Linked DNA regions of Mus musculus: regions 2, 3, 4, 5, 6 and 7 are each linked to region 1. Evidence: chromatin contacts called from public HiChIP or PLAC-seq and promoter capture Hi-C data. All regions are on one chromosome and are shown on one strand. Each heading gives the region's core, a stretch centred on a gene start, on an enhancer-like site or on the middle of the called end of the contact. The rest is flanking DNA. Distances are from core to core; before and after follow the strand shown.

Region 1 (3,123 bases), core at 367-2,866:
GTGTGTACTAGGCAAGTGCATTCACAGGAGCAAAGCAAGGCTCAGGAAACTGAACCCGCTGCCCCAAGTGTACCACCAGCACAAAGGCCCTTTCCAAACCAGACAGACTTGATCACTCTGACCCCTGACCTTTCTTTGACCTTCCAGTCTGTACTGGCTAGTTTTGTGTCAACTTGACACAGCTGGAGTTATCACAGAGAAAGGAGCTTCAGTTGAGGAAATGCCTCCATGAGATCCAACTGTAAGGCATTTTCTCAATTAGTGATCAAGGGGGAAAGGCCCTTGTGGGTGGGACCATCTCAGGGCTGGTAGTCTTGGTTCTATAAGAAAGCGGGCTGAGCAAGCCAGGGGAGGCAAGCTAGTACAGAACATCCCTCCATGGCCTCTGCATCAGCTCCTGCTCCCTGACCTGCTTGAGTTCCAGTCCTGACTTCCTTGGTGATGAACAGCAGTATGGAAGTGTAAGCCAAATAAACCCTTTCCTCCCCAACTTGCTTCTTGGTCATGATGTTTGTGCAGGAATAGAAACCCTGACTAAGACACAGTCCATCCATTCACCAGTGAAATGCCTACTGTACCTGAACCTGTGCCCTGGGTAAATGAATGTTCCCCTTGAGCTGCAATTCCTATAAGGTCCTGTTTCCTTATGATGTGAGTTGATAGTTATGTCCAGTCCTGTACCCAGTCCAGAGGATCCCAGATTGCCCATGCTCTGTGAAACCTGGCTGAACCCTGAGGTTTGCATCAGTGTCTCGGCTGGCTGGTCTCTGGTCTCCAAAACACCACAGATATGTGGGGGCTGGAAGACACTTTAATGTTTAGCCCCCATTATACTGGGAGCATGGGGCAGGAGTGGGGTGAGTGTGGGAAGGTTAGTGAATCTGGAAAAGGTAATCCTGACATCCGAGACTCTGTGTGTGAGTGGGTAATCCTAAGGTCTCCCCCAGAGGGTCTCCTTGTCCTTTACGAGTGGAAAACTCGTCTACTTAGGAGACTGTCCCGAGGGATAGGTTACCCGGTCTTCTAGCTGGAAATTTCACAAACTAGATTTATTTGGGTCACAAACTTCTTTCTTTAAAAAGCAAAGTAGGGCGGCCTAAAAGAATGGAAAGCCACACACTTTGGAGGAATACTGAGCTTGGACCCACTGTGAGCCTCTGCAGGGCTCAGCTTTCAGTGCAAATGACCCTGCCTCCCTCGGCCTCGATTTTCCCAAGTGTAACACTGGAATGCTGAAGTCTACCAAACAGAGAGGTTGGGTTGGACAAAATGCAGTGTGTCAAGTAATCAATTCAGTGTGGTCAGAGCCTCTCGCAGGCCAGACGTAGGCAGCAGGTGGAGGGCGACGACTTGCGGCTCCTCCCTTAAGCCACACCCAGCCAGCACTGAGTTTACACAGAGACTGCACAGTAACGCTTTCGGAGGAGGGGCCGTGGAGCTAGGTAACGTCACCTAGGAGGCGGGGCTGCGTCTGTGGGCGGGGCCCCACGACGGGCAGCGCTGGACTAAGTTCCGGGCTCCGCCTCCGGAGGGAGGCTACGGAGGGGCCGACCGGAAGTGCTTCCGCCTCCGCCCGCCTCCGCGCTCCCTGTCGCGTCTCCGTCGGCCCCGCGAGCGAGGTCGTGCCCCGGAAGTAGAGGGGCCATGTTGATGGGTGACCCGGAGAGAGGTACTGGGCGAGTGGCGAGTCCTGAGGAAAGGTAGCGCGTGGTCCGCGGGTGAGTGAGGGAGCGAATGAGGGCGGCCGGGGATCGCCCGTTTGAGCTCGGGCCAGTTTGGGGGCTACCGGCTCCCACCGGGGCCTCCAAGCTTCGCCCCGCCCCGCCTCAAGACCCGGTTGCCTCAAGCCACAGAGCCAGCCTGGCCCCGGGGTCTGCGTTCCCGTCCTCTGGGCGTTGTACCCCGATCGGAGCCCGTAGTCAGTCACTCAGCGACCTCGTTCCAGCCCCTGCGTGACGTTCTCCTTCCAGCCCTCCGTTGTTTTTCTGCATCTTTTGCATCCCGGAAGACCCTCAGGGCCAAAGGGGAGCTGTTCTGCAGTTGAGGAAAAAGGGACAGCGGTGGCTTGCCCCGGTTCGCGCTGGAAGTTAGCAAGGTCAGAGGCTACTGCTTCTGTCTTGGAGCCCAAAGTTCAGATCATTTTTTGTTTTTCATCCAGGAACTCCCTTCACCCCTGAAACACATACAGGCTCATACAACAACTGTTTCTTCCTCATAGGGTTATGGGGAGGATTCCTCCTTCCAGCCTAGTTTTGAGGTTGGTGAGCCCTGGGCCCTGTGCTGGCAAAGTTTGCTGAACGCCCTGAAGTGCACACATGTAAGACACCCCCCCCCCCCGCCCCCACCTCATTCCAGCGAGTTAGGGTCTGGATTGTTTTGGTGAGTGGGCAAATCACTTCCTTTTGGGAATGATGTCACATACTTGGCACACATCTTTCATCTCAGCTCTCAGGAGGCAGAGACAGGAGGATTTCAGAGTTTGAGGGCAGCCTGCTTTACAGAGTGAGTTCTAGGACAGCCAGAGCTCCGTAGAGAGGCCCTGCATCAGGAAACCAAATTAAACAAAAGCAAAAGAAAGCAAAAACAGAAAGAATAAAAAGAAAGAAAGAAAGAAAGAAAGAAGAGATAGAGTGATGTCTCTGTGGTTAAGAGCACTGGCTGCTTTTCAGAGGACCCAGGCTCAATTTCCAGCACTTCTGTGGTGGCTCACAACTGTATATATTATAACTCCAGTCTAAGGATATGACAGTGTTACACTCTCAAGGCAAACTGGCATGTAGACAAACATGCAGGCAAATACCCATACAGAAAAAAGTAAAAAAGTAATTAAAACAATAAGGCCAATCAGCGTGATGCTGCTTATATGGTGGTACCAGGATCCAGATATAAATCCTGGTCTTTAACTACTCTAGGCCACACTGTCTGGTAGAGTCCCATTACAGGGGCTTTTTAGGAGCAGTTCTCAAAATAACCTTGTGTAGTAAGTACTCTCATGATGTCTTTGTTATCTCTGTTTTACAATGAGGAAGCTGATGCCCACTGTACTTTATGCTAAGTGCCCGGGCAGTGGGATGGCACAGCCAGGACTCAAACTCTACTTCTTGAACCCTGGTGAGCCTTAAA
Region 2 (3,123 bases), core at 269-2,768, 1.7 Mb after region 1:
TTACATGTATAATTAAAAATTAGCTTTGGAAAGCATTAAACTGCAGGGCAGTGGTGGCGGATGCTTTTAATCCCAGCACTTGGGAGGCAGAGGCAGGCAGATTTCTGAGTTCGAGGCCAGCCTGGTCTACAGAGTGAGTTCCAGGGCAGCCAGGGCTATACAGAGAAACCCTGTCTCAAAAAAACCAAAACAAGAAAAAAGAAGAAGAAAAAAAAAAGCATTAAGCTTTTCTAGTAAGCATTAAGTCTGTCTAGTAGTAGACAAATTGACAGGCGGTTCTTGTTCAGGCCTTGCCAAGTCAGTGCAGCACAAGGATCAGGCATGCCTAGGCTAGACCACCTCCTTTCCAATCCTGCATCTTCCTGATCCACCTCTGCTGGATGGAAAGAAAGATGCCCGATTCCTTCTGGAGAGTGGAAGGCCTACCAGGAAGCTAAGACTTAGGTTCACACGGGCTTCTGCCCAGTAGCTCGGCCCCCCACCCCCATTTCTGCTCTGATCATCCCGGTGATCCCAAAGGTAGAAGGATGGGTGAGAACGACCCAGGATGACTCGAAGGGAGAAAAACTAGGTATGGCTAAAGACTGGAGGGTGAACTATAAAGTGCAGACAGGAGAATGCACTCCCATTTTTTACAGTGCTTCTATTGTAAACAGACTAGCCCTGGGGCCTTTCACCTTCACATGGGTGGAACCAAAAGGATACCAATAACAAAAACCAAAACTCATCAGAAAAGCAGCTCTCTTTCCCTCCAACTCCAGGTGGAAGGTAAACAAACATCCTAAGAGGCTTAAGGAGCTAAACCCAGTTTTAGGCCTATGGACGCCAGAGTGCAAAGACTCAGAGATCTTCCTTGCCCTCAGTAGAGGGCGACCGTGGGCTTAGAAGCGCACGGAGCTCTGCCTGGAACGCCGCGTTCTCACGCTAGCTTGAGGACGGACTAGTTGTGCATCCTAGGGCTAAAATGGGGTAAGACCACCCCAGAGCCCAGCCTGGGCCTGTGCAAGCCTGGAACTGGGGATACCCGCCCTATCGCCCATAGACGCTCCTCCCGGAGGCTGGATACAGCATCTGCGCTCCCGGCAGGAACGTGGATGCCAACCCGCGCGGGGAGCGCTGAGGCCTGGAAGGCCGAGAGGGCCTGGGTCCCATCTCCTCGGTGACAGGAGCCGGTACCACTGCACTCCACGTTTCCGACAGGGTCGCGCAGGTGTCTGCGTTGACATGGCAGTGACGGCTTCACGCTGGGTCACGGATGCCGGCGTGACTCTGGGCGGGAGCTTTGGAACCTCGAGGCCCTTACCTGGCGAGCTGGCGTGAGGGTCCCGTCCACGTCAAACAGGCAGAGGATGCGCTCTTTCCTGCGGGCGCCCTCGACGGCGACTGCCATGGCTGTAGCTCCGCGCGCCAAGCGCTGTCGCTGCAGCCACCGCCAGGGTCGCGTGCGACAGAGGCCGGGCGGGGCCGGGGCGGGGCCAGCTGCGCAGCACGGGGAGGAGCAGTGGCCATCGGCCCTCCCGCGAGGGGGCGGGGCCTGCGGCGCCGAAAGAAGAGTACAGGCACCTAGGATTGAGGGGCGTGGCAGTAGGCGGGGTCAGAGTCCTCGTACCCGACGGAGATAGGAACCGGCGGGAAAAGGGGTTGAACCGGAAGACAGTGTCGGGCCAGCGGGTTGAGGTTGATCTCAGGGCGCTCCCTACGGTGGGGGGGGGGGGGGGTTGGGGGGCAAGGGCGGGACTCAGAGCCTTCTGCTTGTGATTCCCAAGGTTAGTAGGACGAAGGTATTGCCTTGTCATCTTGAGCTTGAAGTCTCAGGGAGAACCCGGCGTGCTGGCTCACCTGTGATCCAGCCCTTCTGAGGCAGAGGCCCTTATCTACAAAACAAGTTCCGGGCCAGCCAGGGCTACATACTCTGTTTTGTTTTGTTTTTTCAAAACAAGAGTTTCCCTTTGTAGCCTTGACAGCCTTGGATAAGACCCTATTTTTTAAAACAAAACAAACAACAAAAAAAGGGAGGGGGAGAGAGAGAAGGAAGAAAAGAGAAAAATATCCCATGATGGCTTTTACCTACTGTGAGAAATGTTTGTTGCTTTTTTTTTTTTTCCAATCAAAAGTAACCTACTAAGGGCCAATATGCCATAAATCTCTAACTTGTAAGCTTTTATGCGAGTCTTTTTTGTTGTGTTATTTTGTCGTGTGTGCCTGGGGTGATGTGCACTAAGTACATGCAGGAGCCCACCTAAGTCAGGATGGAAGTGAGTGTCAGATCCTCTGGACCTGGAATTACCCACAGTTGTGAGCTTCCTTGTAGGTGCTGGGTGTCAAATCCCTGATCCTCTGCAGGAGGCCAGAAGAAAGCTTCAGATTCCTAGTTCTGGAGGTACAAGCAGTTGTAAGCTGCCCAGTATGGGTGCTGAGAATTGAACTCAGGTCCTCAGTAAGAGTAATAAGTGGAGCACGCCTTTAATATCAGCACTCAGGAGGCAGAGGCAGGCGGATTTCTGATTTCGAGGCCAGCCTGGTCTACAAAGTGAGTTCCAGGACAGCCAGGACTACACAGAGAAACCCTGTCTCTAAAAAACCAAAACCAAAAAAAAAAAAAAAAAGACATCATGCCAGGAACAGATCTAGGGCAAGGTTTATTGGGGAAATGGAGTGGGAACATGAGAGGGAGAGAGAAATAAAGACAGACAGACAGACAGAATAAGCAAGTGAGAGAGAATCATGGTGTTCAGAGATGTTCAGAAGTACCTTTTTTAAAAAAGGTTTATTTACTTATATGAGTACACTGTAGCTGTCTTCAGACATACCAGAAATGGTCATCAGATGGTTGTGAGCCACCATGTGGTTGCTGGGATTTGAACTCAGGACCTTCGGAAGAGCAGCAGTGCTCTTAACCGCTGAGCCATCTCTCCAGCCCCTTTCTATATCTTTTTGTCATTTTTAAAAAGATTTATTTATTGATTATATGTAAGTACACTGTAGCTGCCCCCTTTCTGTCATTCTTTCTTTTTTTTTTTTTTTTTTTTTTTTGAGACAGAGACAGAGTTTCTCTGTATAGCCCTGGCTGTCCTAGAACTCACTTTTTAGACCAGGCTGGCCTTGAACTCAAAAATCTGCCTG
Region 3 (3,123 bases), core at 451-2,950, 1.7 Mb after region 1:
GCAGCGTAACTACTGCGCACTGGTTTGTTTGATTTGTTTTGTTTTTAGGACACTGGGGTCTTCTCATAGAGTCTAGGCTGACCTCAAATTCACAGCAATCTTTGGCCTCTTCGGTGCTGGGATCACAGGTCTACCCCCATCATGTCTAATTTTCTTTCTAATTGTTGAAAATTGCCTACTTATATTTATTTCATGTTTCACTGGTGTGTTGCCTGAATTTATATCTGTGTGAGAGTGCTAGATTCCCTGGAACTGGAGTTACAGACAGTTGGGGGGTCGCCATGTGGGTGCTAGGAATTGAACCTGGGCCCTCTGGAAGAGCAGCCAGTGCTCTTAATCATTGAGTCATCTCTCCAGCTCCTGTCATGTCTGTTTTCCTGTTTGTTTGTTTGTTTGTTTGTTGAGACACTGCCTCTCTAGGTAGCCAGGTAGACTCAAACTTGAAATCTATTTGTTTCATCCTCTTGAGGGCTGGGACCTATAGGTCTGTGCCAGCACAAAGGGCACCTCCTCATGACTCAGTAGTACTAAAGTGACACCTGGGGAAGATGTCTCTCTAAGATGAGGTTGAGGAGGGACAGGGGGGTGGCAGAGAAGCCCTTTGAAGAGGTTTCCTGGAGCCTGGCCCTGAGCTCATAGACGGTTGAGCCTTACCTGTCCTCTTGGGGAGCACTGTCCTCTTGGGGAGCACTGTCCTCTTGGGGAGCACTGTCCTCTTGGGGAGCACTGGGGTCCTAGGGATTTGCCTGAGGTCTTTTTTGTTTTGTTTTGTTTTTGTTTTTCCGAGACAGGGTTTCTCTGTGTAGCCCTGGCTGTCCTGGAACTCACTCTGTAGACCAGGCTGGCCTCGAACTCAGAAATCTGCCTGCCTCTGCCTCCTAGTGCTGGGATTAAAGGCATGTGTCACCACTGCCCGGCTTTTTGGGGGGCGGGAGTGTGCTGAGGTCTTACTGTCTGAAGAGACCTAAACTGCTTGGACTGAATCTGCTGAGTCAGTCCTTACTTCTAAAAGCCTCCTAAACCACAAGTACACACAGACACACAGACACACAGACACCACTGCCCCCTGTATATGTGTGTGCGAGTGTGTGTGTGTGTGTGTGTGTGTGTGTGTGTGTGTGTGTAAGAAAGAAACATACACAGAAAGACACTCATTATTCTTTTATAGTTCTCTTCCCCTGGATTCCACAGCCCCTCCCAAAGACCTAATGTGTGCCAAAGAGATTTGAGCACATTCTTCAAATGGAGATCTCAGATGATCTGAGGGGACAGAGCTCAGCACAGCTGCAGACTGCAGAGGGAATGGAATGTCTGGGAGTCCCTAGGAACCTGGCTTGTTCCCAGAGGGTCTCCTCTGTTCTCTGGCCTCCTTTCTCCAGAATACATCCTCCCACCCTGCAGGCCCTCCCGTTGACCATAAACACTCCCTGGCACCCCGCTCACCAAGAATGCACACTGTCTCTAGCTCTTCCTGCCTCTTACTCCCCAGCAGCTACCCTGACCTGGTAGAGCAAATTATACCTTGGCCCAGCAATAAAAGCCACTTTCCAAAACAAGAAGCAGTAACGCTCAAAGTGACGCAGCTTAGCCACTCACCCAGCACTTGGCCTGGCTCACAAGGTGGTGTCTGGGCCAGAGAAGAGATGGCTTAGTGTCCCTTTAAGCTAGGAGTACAAATTCCCATCCCAGTCCCTCCCTCCAGCACATCCTGACGTCAGCAGGAGGGCGTGTGTGAGTGAGTGAGTGAGTGAGTGAGGGGCCCGAGGTGCCTCCTGCACACCACACACACACACACACACACACACACACACACACGCCACGGAGAGTGCATTATCCAGACGTGACCCCTGCGAGCCAGCTCCACAGTCCAGAGAGATCGGGTGCTGCCCACTACAGGAGACAGTGCCTGGACCCAGCTGCCACGGCGAGGTAAGGGACCTGAAGGAAGCCGGTGATGGAAACTGTGGCAGAGGCAGGGGCCGAGGGCTGATGGTACCAAGAAAGGATGTGTGGATTGAGGTTGGAAAGGTCGCAGCGCTACATCAGCCAGCCCAGCTCTGCTTAGAGGATGCGGGGGGAGATGTAGAGCCCACCGCCCTTCCCTTCTCTCTCCTTGACCCTCCAGAAGAGCTGAGGCGGAGTGGCTCCCGCGCATCTGAATGTGTGTGAATGTCTGTGTCTGGGACTCGCGTCTGGGTTGAGATGCAGGTAACAGCAGCTACCTGCCAAGCCGCAGCCTCCGGTCTGGGAACTAGGTGAGGGAAAGCCGGGACTCCTTCCAGACCCTAAAAGGCCAGTCCGGAGCACCGCTGGATTTTGTCCCTGGAATCTGTTTTGAGGCCAGAGCAGAGGGGAGGAACCGCCTGGGGCAGGCAGAGGGACCCAGAGCAGCTGTCTTCCCTCACTCTATTTTTCCCTAGTGTGGCAGAGATAATTGTGTCAACTGGCTGGAGGGATGGCTCTGTGTTATTTTTGCCTTTATGCCACCCCACTGGGTCTTTGCTCTCCCCCGCATGCTGGGCTAGCTCTGACCTCCTCCTCTGCTTAGGTGCAACCCACTGTAGGACAGGGGGTGATAGACCAGCTGCTGGACACCCCTTGCTTGCTGTAGGATGCAAGGACTCAGGTTGGCCTTGGCTGGCATCAAGCCCCTAAGTGGTCTGACCCTGGCACAAGGAGACTGAATGGAGATAAGGGACCATGCTGGCACCCACAAGGAGACAGCAGGTTCCTGCCAGGCTGCCAGGCTGCCAGGCTGCAGGCGCTTCCCAGGGAGGAGGGAGAGCGGGACTGAGAACAATAATAAATCCAGAGTGTGAACTGCTGCATCCGCTGGGGCTGGGGGAGGGGAGAAGGAAGTGTGCCTGGTAGGAGGTGGGCACCCTCTTCTCCGACAGCCTGGCACTGGCTCGCTTAGATGCCATCCAGTCAGGGCCTTTCCCTGGGAAGGATGGGAGTGAGGAGGTGGGGATGGAGGGTGGGAGTGGGGGTTGGGGGGAGCTCTTTCCCAAATTCAACTCCATCCCAGAGGTCTCTGGACATGAATGCCCAGGTTCTGGGTGTCTCCTCCCGTCCTTACCCCACACTGCATTTTCCCAAAACATCTATTTGCCTATCCTTGTC
Region 4 (3,123 bases), core at 178-2,677, 1.5 Mb after region 1:
CTATGATAAAATTCTACTTAGGCTCTTTTGAACTTTCCAAATAAGTCTGAACTTTTGGGTTTGTTTATTTATCTCTGGATTATTTAATTTTATTTTAATTTTGCTAGGCAGTGGTGGCACACGCCTTTAATCCCAGCACTTGGGAGGCAGAGGCAGGCGGATTTCTGAGTTCTAAGCCAGCCTGGTCTACAGAGTGAGTTCCAGGACACCCAGGGCTGCATAGAGAAACCCTGTCTCAGAAAATAAATAAATAAATAAATAAATAAGTTAATTAATTAAATTTATTATCATTATTTTCTTTGAGATAGTGTCTCTCTATGTAGCTGACTGCTCTGGCTAGGTAGACCAGGCCTGCCTCTGCCTTCCAAGTGCTGGTGTTGAAGGTGTGCTTCACCAAGCCTGGCCCAATTGTCCAATTTTTAGCAAGCATGGCTTAACTAGACTCCCCTACCTTCCATCTGGGAACACCACCAATATACGCTCAGGATCCTCCTCTTCCACTATACCCCAAGGTGATGTTCCAGTACCTAACCTATCTTGAAGAGATGGCTCAGCCATTAAGAGCACCTGCTGCTCTTCCAGAGGACCCATGTTACATTCCCAGCACCCACACAGTGCTCACAACCATCTGTGACTCTAGTTTCAGGAACTCCTATCCCCTCTTCTAACCTTTGCAAGGCACTAGGGACACACATGATGCCCATGCATATCTACAGCCAAAACACTGGTACACACAAAATAAAAACCCGACTTTAAAAACACTTAAGAACCCTGTTGGGTGGAGCTAACAGCAATCACATTATACCTCAAGTTTTCTGTCTGCTGACCCTGCCTTGCTCCTTGCTCTATAAATTCCCGGTTCATGCTGAATTCAGGGCTGAGCCCAGTGTCTCAGCACCACTGCAAAACCCCACTGCAATGGTCCCTAAACCCATCATGATAGCCCTACCTTGAATAAAATCAGCCAGGCTTTCTTAAACAAGTGTCACTGATTTCCCCCTGCGCCCCCCCGCCCCCAACCCGCTTTTAACTTTCTATACATGAAACCCTAGCCAAAAAGGAGATCCTGACCGAGGTCCTTATCAAAGAAAGGGCACAACATGACCAGATGCTTGGAGATGCCTTCCTTCATCAAAACACCTGGAAAGCCAAGTGTAGCTTTACGCTCGGTTTGAGGGGTGGAAAAACAAAACAGAGGTCGGTCCAGCATCCGCCCAGAAATGCAGAACTGCTAGAAGGAAATCCCAGAAAAGGAAGAGCAGTTTTAAAAGAAAATCAAGGTGAATTCCAGGCATCCCTCCACTGGGAAGGGGGGCTTGCCGACTCCCCCCTCCCCCCCAGGTGCGCAGCCCGCGCCGCCCACCCCGGGCGCGACTAAAGCGAGGAGGAGCTGCGCTCTCTAGGACCCGAGGAGGGAGAGCTGCAGGGAGACGGAGCCTCCAGCGGGTGCTGCCGCGAGCGGCCGGCCGAGGGGGCTGGAAATGAAAGTAAAGCGCTCCGGAGCCACATGGACCGAGCTGCCCGGGCGGCGGCGCCGGGAGCAGGATGCGGCCGCCCGTAATTAAATAGCATTTACTCTTATTATTACTAATAATAATAACGTAATCATACCTCTAGTCATAGCATACCATTTATCGGGCTCGGCGCAGGCCCGCGGGGAGCGCAGCCCGGCCGAGGTGAGTGCTTTGGCGCGGCGGAGCCCCGCGGGGCAGAGGCCGGGCCACCGCGTCCCCGGCGGCGCGCAAGGTTGGGGCGCGCGAGGCTGGGGCGCCCGGGCAGGGCCGGGCAGGGCCGCGCGCGGAGGAGGCGCGGGAAGCCCCGGCCAGGCCACCTGGAAAGGCGGCTTTGCAAGAATAAAGCAATAGCACCTCCATTACCACGAACTGGGTTTTTCTGGGGGGAGGAATCTGTCTGCAGATTCCCGTACCCCTGCCCCAAAGTTTCAAAGTTATTGTGTGGCCGGGCACCTGCCGCCTGGGAGATTGGGGCTGCACTGCAGCCCCCAGGGGATGCCTTGGGATTTTTCTTCCGTGGTGTGGGGCAATCTCCCTTGCGTCTGGAGGTTTGGGTGTGCGCGCGGATGTTTTGCGGATCCCACTGCAAGGAGGTGGTCCGAGGCTGGCAGTTAGGGTCCCCCTTTCCTTTTGTATTCGCTTTGAATCCGCAGTGCCTAGAGGTAGAGGGGCCGCGGCGAGGGCCGGGGACAATGGCCGGCTGATGGGTCGCCCCAGTCGGTTACCGCGGCCACGCGAGTCCGGGGATCCGGGGCCTGCGGGCCCAGCCCTGGGGGAGGGGGCGGCAGGAAAGGGGGGCGCGGTCTGGGTCTGCTGAGCAGGAGGGCATTTCCGGTCGTGGCATCCGTCACTGGGCTCAGAGGCCTCCTGGGTGGGCAGTAACCAGGCAGGGGATTCACGGGGACTGCTGGGGACTGGGATTGTGGCGATTGAGGGGCGCCCTGGCAGGGCTGGGGGCCCTGGGGAAGCAGAGTCGACCCCGCCGCCACTGCCCTCAGCGGACACAAGGTCCCTTCTGCGATCCATAACTCTTTTTCTTTCTATCTTAGAAACCCTCAGGTTCAGGTGTTTGTAAAGTTCCTGGGTTGAGGGTCCTTCGCAGAGACAAAGCCTCCCTCCCCCCCACACCGCAGGAGTGGGAACGTGTAGAAAGAGTTCATTCTTGACAGAATAGGGTGGCCGGGGTGCCAACAGTGCCTTGATGGAGAAGACTGGGGGCTGGAGGGGCTGAAGGGGCTGGGGCTTCAAGTGGGGGAACTGGGGAACAGCTGCAAAGTGATGGGGGATTGCGGGTTTTTTTGTCGTCCCCCCCCCCCCCGGTTGTTAGCCAGGACTTAGGTGCATGGACACAAGAATCAGAACCCCCAACTTCTTTCCATTTTCCGGAGTGCCTGCAGTTCATCCAGTTTGATGGAAATAACAGAATGCAGATCCTTGAATTTTTACACAAATGCGATAATTATAGTACATTTAGCAGCTATGTTGGACATGAAATTCCGGCAGAATCTTTCCCTCTACTACCAAGACTTCCCCCACCGCAGATACAACCATATCCTCCCTGATGTCTTTCGTACTTCTTTTTCCCATCGAAGTCTGCTGCAAGCTAGCC
Region 5 (3,123 bases), core at 284-2,783, 1.4 Mb before region 1:
CACCCACAGGAAATTGGAGTGGATAAATAAGCTGCCTCCCTAGAGCCTTCAGGGAGTGCCAGGCCCTGCCCAGACTTGGCCCGGACCATGAGAAAAATCGCTATGGTGGGGAGCCCCCTATTTTGAAGTGGTTTGTTCCAACAGTCCTAGGGAATAAACCTATCATCTAGTCCCCAGAGAGTGTCATGTGGTCCCATCTCATACACATCAGGGAGAACCAGCTGCCCGAGAGAGGGACATCAACTTGTCCAAAGTCACACCAGAAACTTCACAGGAGCCAGATCGGAACACAGGCTCTCGAGAGTGTGCCAATACTCTTGCAATATGTAGATATTAGCCACCTATGGTTTCATCTTGAGCCTCAGTTTCCCTCCCTCCATACTTCTCTCCCTCCCTTCTTCCTTTTCTCTTTCTCTCTTTTTTCTTTCTTTCTCTCTCTCTCTCTCTTTCCTTCCTTCCTTCCTTCCTTCCTTCCTTTTCTTCCATTCTCTCTCTCTCTCTCTCTCTCTCTCTCTCTCTCTCTCTCTCTCTCTCTCTCAACAGGATCTCAGTATGTAGCTGGAACTCATTATATACACCAGGCTGGCCTCAAACTCAGAAATCCCCCTGCCTCTGGCCTTTGAATCCTGGGCTTGCCAGTTGCGCCGTCACATCCAGTTTATGCAGTGCTGGAGATCAAACCCTGGGCTATATGCATGGTGGACAAGCACTTTACCCACTCAGCTTGTTCCATGCAGTTCCTCTGGAAGCGTGATATTTTCTGGTGCTGGAGTTCCAACCCAGGGCCTTGCACTGGCTAAATCACCGCACATGCTATATCGTTGGTCTGGGCCCTTCCCCCAGCCCCTGCCCTACAACTCTCATCTTTATGAGACTCAGTAGAGGTCGGCAGTAATAATTAATACGACTGTTGCTGTCCTCAAAGAGGGAAAGGAAAGTTCTGGCCCTGAACTTGGTGGTGACAGAGAGACAGACAGCTTCAATGCTAAGGGTTTGAGAGATTATCCACCAGTTTTCTTCTTTTAGTTTTAGAGACAGGGTCTCTCTACATAGCTCTGGCTATCCTGGAGCTCACTCTCTATAGACCAGGCTGGTCTTGAACTCAGAGATCCTCCTGCCTCTGTCTCCCTAGTGCTGGGATTAAAGGCATGTGTCACCAGCTTGGCAACCCAGCTTTCTTTTTGGTTCTCCGGGAGAAACTGACACAAAGAGAAGGGTGGCAATAATGGACCCCAGAAGCCGGGTGGTGGTGGCACTTGGGAGGCAGAGGCAGGTGGATTTCTGAGTTCAAGGCCAGCCTGGTCTAAAAAATGAGTTCCAGGACAGCCAGGGCTACACAGAGAAACCTTGTCTTGAAAAAACAAACAAACAAACAAATAAATAAACAAACAATGGACCCCAGAACCCCCCAACCCACACACTCTAGCAAAGACACATGAGCAGAAGGAAGTGGGTGCAGAGGGCCAGCATCCTCACCGACATGGTGACAGCTCCTGGCCACAGCTCTCCCAGTTGCTCCTAGAGGTTTGTGCTCAAGGTATCCCCTCTTGGTCAGGCTTATAATCCCAGAGTATTACACATTAACCACCCCGAGGCCATAAATAAGGACTTTGGACCTTTATCTCCTAATATCACCCGGTCTGTATATGCAGGCACTCACTCAACAAACAGGAAGATGGCTCCTCACTCACTCTGACTCGATCGTGAGCATCCCTCTGGCCCCGCTTCTGGCAATTCCTACCAGCCTCCGTGGTCAGTACTCCACAAAGCCCAAGGGAGGATGCCCTAGTGCCACCCCCACACAAACCACAAACACCCCGATCTTGGCAGGCCATCCAACCTCTTTGCTGAGCCCAGCTCCTACAACCACAAAAAGACAGGCTGGCTCTGTTAAAAGATGTCCAAGCTTCTAATTTTCAGTGTGTCTGTGAGTCATTCAAAGACTTTTTTCTCCCTTCTCTCATCCATGCTTTTTCTGATTATACATATAATTTGTTTCTTTTTTTTTCTTCTTGTGAAACAGAGTCTGACCATTTAGCCCAGGTTAGCCTTGGACTCTCTATTCTCACACTTCTGCCCCAAGTGCTGGGATTACAGGCAGGAAACACTATATCTGGCTGCACACATTTTGCTTCAAAAGTGGTAGATTCACATCTAGGGCCAGTGAGATGGCTCGACGGATAAAGGTGCCTGCTGCCAAGCCTAACCACCGGGGTTTGCTTCCCGGAGCTCACATGATGGAAGGAAAGAACCAACTCTTGCAAGGTGTCCCCTCTGACCTCCACACATGGACCATGGCACATGTGCACACACAAATAAGTATAACTGAAGTGCTTAAAAACGGGCGGAAGAAGATGCCAAAAGTCAACTATTCTGCGAGGGCTGGGTGGTTCAGTGGTGTGCTGTATCCTCAGGATGCATGCCCTGTGGCTTCCATCCCTGGCACCATGCACAAAAGAGCTTGGTTCTGCTGGGACACAGACCAAACGTGCAGGAGGGAACCCAAGGGTTCGGGACACTGGGGGTTTCTGTCCTTCGCCCTTTATGCCTATGAATTTTGTGGTAGTTGGGGTCCATATACACAATTAGATACTGTCAAGAGGAAGAAACCTGACGTAGTTCCTCTGCTGGGAGGGAACCTGTGCTGCCCGTCCTTCCAGTGGGTTTGTACCACAGACAGGTCTCTACAGTTGTTTATCCTACTTCATTTGGGAACACTGAGGCTCACAGATCTGCACTTCAGAATCAGATGTCGCTGGCTGTGAAACACTCCAGCTCTCCAAGGCTTAGTTTATAGAAGCCATGTCCTACCTCTGAGCACTACTTCATCTTAGTCTGCCCCATTAAAAAACGCTACTCCCAGGCTGGAGAGATGGCTCAGTGGTTAAGAGCACTGACTGCTCTTCCAGAGGTCCTGAGTTCAATTCCCAGCAACCACATGGTGGCTCACAACTATCTGTAATGGGATCTGATGCCTTCTTCTGGTGTGTCTGAAGACAGCTACAGTGTACTCATATACATAAAATAAATAAATAAATCTTCTAAAAAGAAAAACGCTACTCCCTCAGCACCCCCAACAAGCTCCCCAGTGCACATTCCCAGAAACAGAACTTTGCCAGAGCT
Region 6 (3,123 bases), core at 307-2,806, 1.4 Mb before region 1:
TTTATATGAAATGCTAGGTACCACAGAAATCGCCAGCTTGGGCTATAAGGACTCTAGATGGAGGCAGAAGTAGCTGGAGATGTCTCTCAGTTGGTAGCGTGTTGCTTAGCTTGCAAGAAGTCCTATTCTCTTGCAGGTGTGGTGATGCACGCAGAAGGTGGAGAAAGAAGGATCAGAGATCAAGTCTATAGTGCGTTCAAGGCCTGCCTAGGCTTACAGGAGACCCTGCCTCTGTCGCTCCACCAAAAGTGCCTGTGAGTAGTGATCTGACTTTAAATCAATTTGGCAAATGCAGTTTGGGTTTTTGTTTTGGGTTTTGTTCTGTGTAGCCCTGGGTCCTGGAACTCGCTCCGTAGACCAGGCTGACTTTGAACTCGGAGATTCACCTGCCTCTTCCTCTCAAGTGCTAGGTGGCGTGCGCCACCACTGCCCGGCCTGCAGTTGGGTTTTATTTCATTAACAATTTTAAAAATAAAGAAAACAAAGCAGGCGGAGCCCATCTTGTTACCCTCTCCCGTATCTTATAGGTTGCAGGAGAGAATTAAACGTCTCACTGAGAGTTGGGTTCAGAAGAAAACCCGACTGAAATGAGGTAACTGGTTCTGCAAGGTGAATACTGATCCCTCCAAGGCCACAGGCATGCGGAACTGGATTCGCCGGTTCCTTGGTCTCAGATGCTCTTTAACTCTTCCTGGCACAGGCTCGCTGGAGAGGGCACAGTAGCCAGTTCCCCCGACGGCCGCCAGAGGCTACAGAGAGCGAACTGGCATTCCTGAGAATTAGCCAAGGCGACCGCAGAGGGTGGAAAAAGCGGGTGAAAGTACCTCACATTTTGCCTCCTCCTAAACCACCTCAAAAAAAGAGCCTGACGTCGTCACCATTCCAGTTTGGGGAAAGATAACCTCTCATTTTGCCACCACCTCTCTGGCTTCCCCATCACCTTGAGAGTGTTACGTGCTTTGAGATACGATATTCCACACTGGCCTTGAACTGATAACCTCCTGCCTCTGTCTGATAAGTGCGGGCGTTATCATCACCTTGTAGGATATATATCTGGCCTTGTCTTTCTCTCCAGGGCTGGGCACCGAATAACCCAAATGCAAGGAGTTTCTAAACTGAATGCAGAATTAAGTACTCGGTGCAAGCACTGACCCCTAATGACCTCAGGCAAACTCATAACCTGGCTCCCGGGTTTGAATGTAGATTCATAGGTTAAGAAAAAAAAAAGACTTAGCCCTTTGCTGGGCGTGGTGGCACACTTCTTTAATGTCTGCACTTGGGAGGCGGAAAAAGGCGGATCTCAGGAATTCCACGCCAGCCTATTCTACAGAGCGAGCTTCAGGACTGCCAGAGCAAGACAGTGAGCCCTTGTCTCAAAGGGGAAAAAACTGCTCAGAACAATGCCTAGGGCTTTAAGAGCTAAACAAACGTTAGCTTAACCTCATCGCGTTGGCGGCGGCCACAGTGCCCAGTTGCCCTTTTAAGGGACTTTGACATCTTCCCACGTAAGCGGAAGTACCCCTGAGGGCTCCGGAAGTGACTTCAGAACCCCTTCAGAAACATGGCTCCGGAGCGTTGTCCCGGAAGCGGTCACGGGTCTCTGCGTGACGCTAACTGAGTTAGAGCGGTCCCGCGGGGTTTCTATGGTGCCGCCCGCCACCCCCAGGCTCTCCTCTTCCTCTCCCGCCCGAGCGCCCGGAGCTGCGAGGCCGCCGACCAGCCCCACCGGCGACTCCGCCAGCCGCCAGGGGGAGGGGCGCCGACGAGGCGACGCTCTAGGCGGCTCCACCCGCGTCTCGATGGTGCCCGGCGTCCCGGTGCCGCGTTCCTACTCCGCGGGGTGGACGCGGCCCCTTTAACCGGCCGAGGGCGGAGCCGAGGAGTTCCCGCGAGAGCGGCCGGGGGGCGGGGGGCGGCGCCGAGGCCGGGGGCCCGTGGCGGATGGAGCCCGCGATGGAGCCGGAGACTCTGGAGGCACGAATCAGTGAGTGTCCGGGAGGGGCGCGAGCCGGACCGGAACCGGAACCGGGGGCGCGAGGCTGGCCCCTCTCTCTCTCCCGGCGGGGCGGGGTCCGCGCGCCCCCTCCTCACGCCCCGCCCCCCGACCCGGAGGGGCGGCGCCCCAGTCTGTCGCTCCGCTCGGACCCTGGCAGCTGCGCGCAGCCTGGCCGGGAGCGGGCGCCGCCCACCCACCCCGGTGACCCGGTGGCGCAGAGTTATCCCGGACCCCCGAAGGCCCTGCCTGTTGCACCAAAGCGCAGACCCTCGAGTCTTCCCCTAGAGGGATCCCCCCACTTCCTCAGGGCCTGAGTCTTTCAAACCCTGTGCCCGCAGCTCTTCTTAGATCTGCTCGGTCCCCCAGCCCAGGAAAGGGGGGACCCCTGGCCCATCTGATCCAGCTCTGTCCGCGCCTGGAGAAACTCCCAGTGCTTGAAAGGGTCCCGTCTAAGACTCCATAAGGAAATCAAGTTCTCTGTCGTTATACCCAAGCCCAGCCTTGCTTTGCGTCCCAGATTGCTTTCCTAGCCCCTGCTGAGCCTCCTCCCCAGGCCTCTGTCCTTGTTTCCTGTCTCCTTCGAAACAGCTTCCTCCAACTCTGGCTTCCAAGCCCCATCCTCTGTTCTCCCTGTCCCACACTGCTTGTTGAAGATCCTTGGCCTTGCCAACCCCATTCCTGAACTCTGCCCCTGGGAGCTGCAGGTTGGCTCTTCTGGTCCATTTAGTGACAGGTCTGTCCCAAGGCCTTTCAGGGATGTGACCCAGAGAAGCCTTCCGGTCTATCCTCAAGCTCAACCTCCTGGTCTGAGATATAGCAAGGATCTGTGCAGGGTGGTGTGGGCCGACATGGTCAGCATCTTTGAAGCCAGCCTCGAAGGAAGTTGAACTGGAAGGTTGATTCCCAGAGCTCACCGATCTGGGGGGGGGGGGGGGGGCGGAGGAGAGTCAGCCTGGCAGTGGGGTTGATTGGTGGTTAGAAGGAGACAGTGACCATGGACTGCATGAGATACAGTACTGCACGGGTCTCAGGAGGTCAGAGGTAAAAGAGGACCATAGATATTTTCCCCATCTGTCTTAGTCAGGGTTTCTATTCCTGCACAAACATCATGACCAAGAAGCAAGTTG
Region 7 (3,123 bases), core at 444-2,943, 1.4 Mb after region 1:
GAAAGTGGCCTTTTATTAAGCTCATCTGCTAGAGATGGGTGGAAAATACCTTCAAAAGACCTTGGAAGTTTCAGGCAGGTTCAGAAAAGTAGTTCTCAAGGATTCTTTTTTAAGAGTGGTAGCTGGTAAGGATGTGTGGACACGTGATGGGCAAAAATGTAGGTAGGGTCTAGCCCTAAACAGCCTCCCACTGCTGTGGTCCTCCCCCTCCTAGTTTTTTAACTAACAATATCGTAATCCAAATTTTTCATTCTTGAATTAGACATTTCAGAGAAAACTTAAAGGACTAGCAATGTGACTTTGAGATATGAACTGCTGCTTTCGAGAAGGCTATGAAGAGGATGGAATGTGTGTCTACGATGAAACACAGGTGTTTGGCGGATTTAATGGGGTTCCAAAGATCAACCTGAGAGGGCAAACCCCGGGAGCTCTGACCGTGGTTTTCCTTGTTTTCGCAGAGGAGCGCCTGAGCTTTGACTCGGTTCTGCTCAGAGACCCAGCCCAGGCACCTAACTGTCCACCGACCGAAAATACGTTCTAAGTTCACCCCGGACCCCCCCCCCCCCCACAACTTCTTTCAAAACCTCCCCTTTAAAGGGAGCCACCGAGTGACGCCGGGGGAGTTTGCGGAAGCGCCTACCGCGTTGGGGCCCTTGGGCGGATCCCGTGATTGGAGCCGGCACCGCCCCCGGCGCCGCTTCCCCCATTGTGTGAGCTGCAAGGCAGAGGCCCCGCCCTCGCCCCGCCTCCCTGTTTCTCGGCCCCTCCCCCTCTCACCTCCCCCCCCCCCCAATCTTGGCTCATTTCCGGCCGCCGCCGCCGCTACCGCTATCCTGTAAGGAGGATTCGGCAGAGGCAAGAAACAACAGCCGCCATCTTGTTTGTGTGCTAGCCTGTGGGGGGGGTGGGGGGAGGAGGAGAGAGAGCGGAGAGGGACCGGGAGAGAGAGAGTGGGGCAAGCGGGACGCCCGGCTGAGTGCGAACTGCGCGAGCAGGGAGTGAGGAGGGTACCTGGCTGGAGAGCAGCGGCCGGGACCGAGACAGTGGTTGGGGGCCCCGGGGCGCAAAGGCTGAGGCGACCCTCAGTCCCCTCCTTGCCCGCACACACCCCCACCGCAGCCCGGGCCGGCGTCGACGCCTAAGGGGGGGAAACCATTACATAAGCCCGCGCCCCGCGGCGCCTCTGCCCGCCGTCCGAGGCGGCCCCCGAGCCGAGCCCCCGGCAGGCACCTGGCTGCCGGGGGGGTGAGGGCCAGGGAGGCGGCCGGACTGATTTCTCCTCCCCGGGCTTGCGAGTGGAGGCGGAGAAGCGCGGCGCGCGGAGAGGCCGCGTCGGTGGGCTCGGCGTCAGCGCGGGCTTGCGGGCGGACGGCCCTGCTTGGCCCGGCCCGGCCCCCCTGGCCCTTCGGGCCGGCGAGCTCCACGCTCGGCGTCGTCGCTGCTGCGCCTCTGCTTGTCCGCTGCGCGATGTGAGGCGGCCCCGGCGCCAGTCTGGCTCTCGGCTCGGCTGAGCTCAGTGTGGCCATTAGGGGCCGGTGCGGCAGCGGCGGCGCGGAGCGCAGCGGCAGGAGGAGGAGGAGGGCGGCTCTCAGGGTGGGGGCGCAGGCCCGGGAGGGGGCACCGGGAGGAGGTGAGTGTCTCTGGTCGCCTCCTCCTCTCCCCCTTTTTCGCCCCCGCCTCCTTGTGGCGATGAGAAGGAGGAGGACAGCGCCGAGGAGGAAGAAGCTGATGGCGGCGGCGGAGCTCCGAGAGACCTCGGCTGGGCAGGGGCTCGCCGTGGCGGGCTGGGGACTGCGTCTGTAGAGCTGTGAGTTCCCGAGAATTCGCTGCAGCGGACGTGCTCGTGGGATCAGTGTTGCTGTACCCTCCTCCCGGCCTGGTTTAGGCCCGGCCCCTCGCACTTGCCCCTACCATTTCTGTTGAGTCCGCATCCCTCTCCGGCCACCGCAACCAGGCGAAGAGAAAAAGGAACTTCCCCCCACCCCTGTTGGGTGGCGGCGGAGCTCCGGAGCCCACCCTTAGGAGCGGGGCGGGGACCCCGTTTCGGAGAAGAGATTTCCTCAGGATTCTCGTTTTTTTCCTCGGTTGTATCTCCGAAAGAATTAAAAATGGCCGAGAATGTGGTGGAACCCGGGCCGCCTTCAGCCAAGCGGCCTAAACTCTCATCTCCGGCCCTCTCGGCGTCCGCCAGCGATGGCACAGGTTAGTCTCGGGACTCCCGGCCTTCCATAGTTCCCTTCGTCTTTTCTGCTCGTTGCACCTTCATTCCAGGGTGCTTCTGTGTATCTCTTCCCATTTCCCCGGCCGGTGTTTAATTTTAAAGGTTTTTGAATGGACTGGTCGAAGACGTCCAGTAGCCCAACCATTTTCTTTGCCTTCTGATACATTCATTGCAACACTATGTCATGTCAGATCGTTGTGTGTTCTGGAATTAAGAGGTTGGAAGTGGGAGCTGCGGGGACCTTTATTGTTGGCTCCATGCAATTTAATTTGGGAAATGCCGGTACAATCGTGTGTGAGGGCTTTTATGCACTTTTACTATTTTTGTTACTGGTGAATGAGGGATTTCAGCTCTTTCTCCCCTGTTGCAATGAATTCTTTTTTTCTCTGCTTTCCCACCTTTAATGATTTTTGCTCCTGTGAGGCAGATTTTCTGTTGAGGAATGGGGGCGGAAGACAAATCTTGGTGTCTGCGATCCAAGGTTTTAAGTGTAACTAAAGTTCAACAAAATTTCATTCTTAGGTCCCCTCTCCCCATCCTTGCCTCAAGAGTCAGTATGGACCGCAGTTTATTTTATATCCATTTGCCATGAAACCAAAATGTCTCAAACTGCGTGTTGAGGTGTAGACCTGAGGCGTTTCCTTTGCAGTTTGTCACACTCTTACTTAGAAGGGAAAGAAAAAAGATGAAGCCTTTCTGGAATTAGGTACTTAGAAATGGGAGATAATAAGTTGAAAGACTCCCAGTCATGAACTTCCAACTAAAGTGATTGTACAAGTTTAAAAATGAACAGGAGGTTTTGTGCTTGCATGTTTGTTTTGTTTTGCTTTTTGGACCTTTGCAATTCCAGTTTACAAGATGAAGGAATTCTTTTCTCCAGTCAGCCCCTTTGTTAGGAGACC

What was found. Promoter capture Hi-C pulls out the DNA fragments that hold promoters and counts their contacts. HiChIP or PLAC-seq counts read pairs in DNA pulled down with a chosen protein or histone mark. Capture Hi-C pulls out chosen DNA fragments and counts their contacts.
Region 2: a promoter capture Hi-C map of pre-B cells shows a contact between it and region 1, with 4 times the contacts expected there. The contact joins the promoter of Pmm1 here to the promoter of Mief1 in region 1. A contact is called at or near these places in 2 of 39 promoter capture datasets (liver and pre-B cells) and 1 of 115 datasets of contacts at active chromatin or transcription factors (pancreatic cancer cells).
Region 3: a promoter capture Hi-C map of pre-B cells shows a contact between it and region 1, with 5 times the contacts expected there. The contact joins the promoter of Csdc2 here to the promoter of Mief1 in region 1. A contact is called at or near these places in 1 of 39 promoter capture datasets (pre-B cells) and 2 of 9 other capture datasets (adipose tissue and liver).
Region 4: a contact with region 1 is called in a promoter capture Hi-C map of pre-B cells, with 5 times the contacts expected there. The contact joins the promoter of Zc3h7b here to the promoter of Mief1 in region 1. A contact is called at or near these places in 3 of 39 promoter capture datasets (cranial neural crest, pre-B cells and stem cell-derived epiblast-like cells).
Region 5: a promoter capture Hi-C map of liver shows a contact between it and region 1, with 5 times the contacts expected there. The contact joins the promoter of Lgals2 here to the promoter of Mief1 in region 1. A contact is called at or near these places in 2 of 39 promoter capture datasets (both in liver).
Region 6: a promoter capture Hi-C map of adipose tissue shows a contact between it and region 1, with 2.4 times the contacts expected there. The contact joins the promoter of Gga1 here to the promoter of Mief1 in region 1. A contact is called at or near these places in 1 of 39 promoter capture datasets (liver) and 1 of 9 other capture datasets (adipose tissue).
Region 7: a contact with region 1 is called in an H3K27ac HiChIP or PLAC-seq map of thymic regulatory T cells, with 7 times the contacts expected there. The contact joins the promoter of Ep300 here to the promoter of Mief1 in region 1. A contact is called at or near these places in 1 of 39 promoter capture datasets (pre-B cells) and 2 of 115 datasets of contacts at active chromatin or transcription factors (astrocytes and thymic regulatory T cells).

The regions. Positions count from the first base shown.
Region 1 is chr15:80,232,464-80,235,586 of GRCm38.p6, forward strand. It overlaps Mief1 (mitochondrial elongation factor 1), which reads left to right and starts at 1,617. Exons shown (of 6, transcript NM_178719.5): 1 at 1,617-1,718.
Region 2 is chr15:81,959,412-81,962,534 of GRCm38.p6, forward strand. Pmm1 (phosphomannomutase 1) reads right to left here and starts at 1,519. Exons shown (of 8, transcript NM_013872.4): 1 at 1,304-1,519. The coding sequence starts at 1,390.
Region 3 is chr15:81,935,059-81,938,181 of GRCm38.p6, forward strand. It overlaps Csdc2 (cold shock domain containing C2, RNA binding), which reads left to right and starts at 1,701. Exons shown (of 4, transcript NM_145473.3): 1 at 1,701-1,929.
Region 4 is chr15:81,743,671-81,746,793 of GRCm38.p6, forward strand. It overlaps Zc3h7b (zinc finger CCCH type containing 7B), which reads left to right and starts at 1,428. Exons shown (of 23, transcript NM_001081016.2): 1 at 1,428-1,676.
Region 5 is chr15:78,853,996-78,857,118 of GRCm38.p6, forward strand. Lgals2 (lectin, galactose-binding, soluble 2) reads right to left here and starts at 1,534. Exons shown (of 4, transcript NM_025622.3): 1 at 1,477-1,534. The coding sequence starts at 1,482.
Region 6 is chr15:78,875,634-78,878,756 of GRCm38.p6, forward strand. It overlaps Gga1 (golgi associated, gamma adaptin ear containing, ARF binding protein 1), which reads left to right and starts at 1,557. Exons shown (of 17, transcript NM_145929.2): 1 at 1,557-1,984. The coding sequence starts at 1,942.
Region 7 is chr15:81,584,521-81,587,643 of GRCm38.p6, forward strand. It overlaps Ep300 (E1A binding protein p300), which reads left to right and starts at 1,694. Exons shown (of 31, transcript NM_177821.6): 1 at 1,694-2,202. The coding sequence starts at 2,109.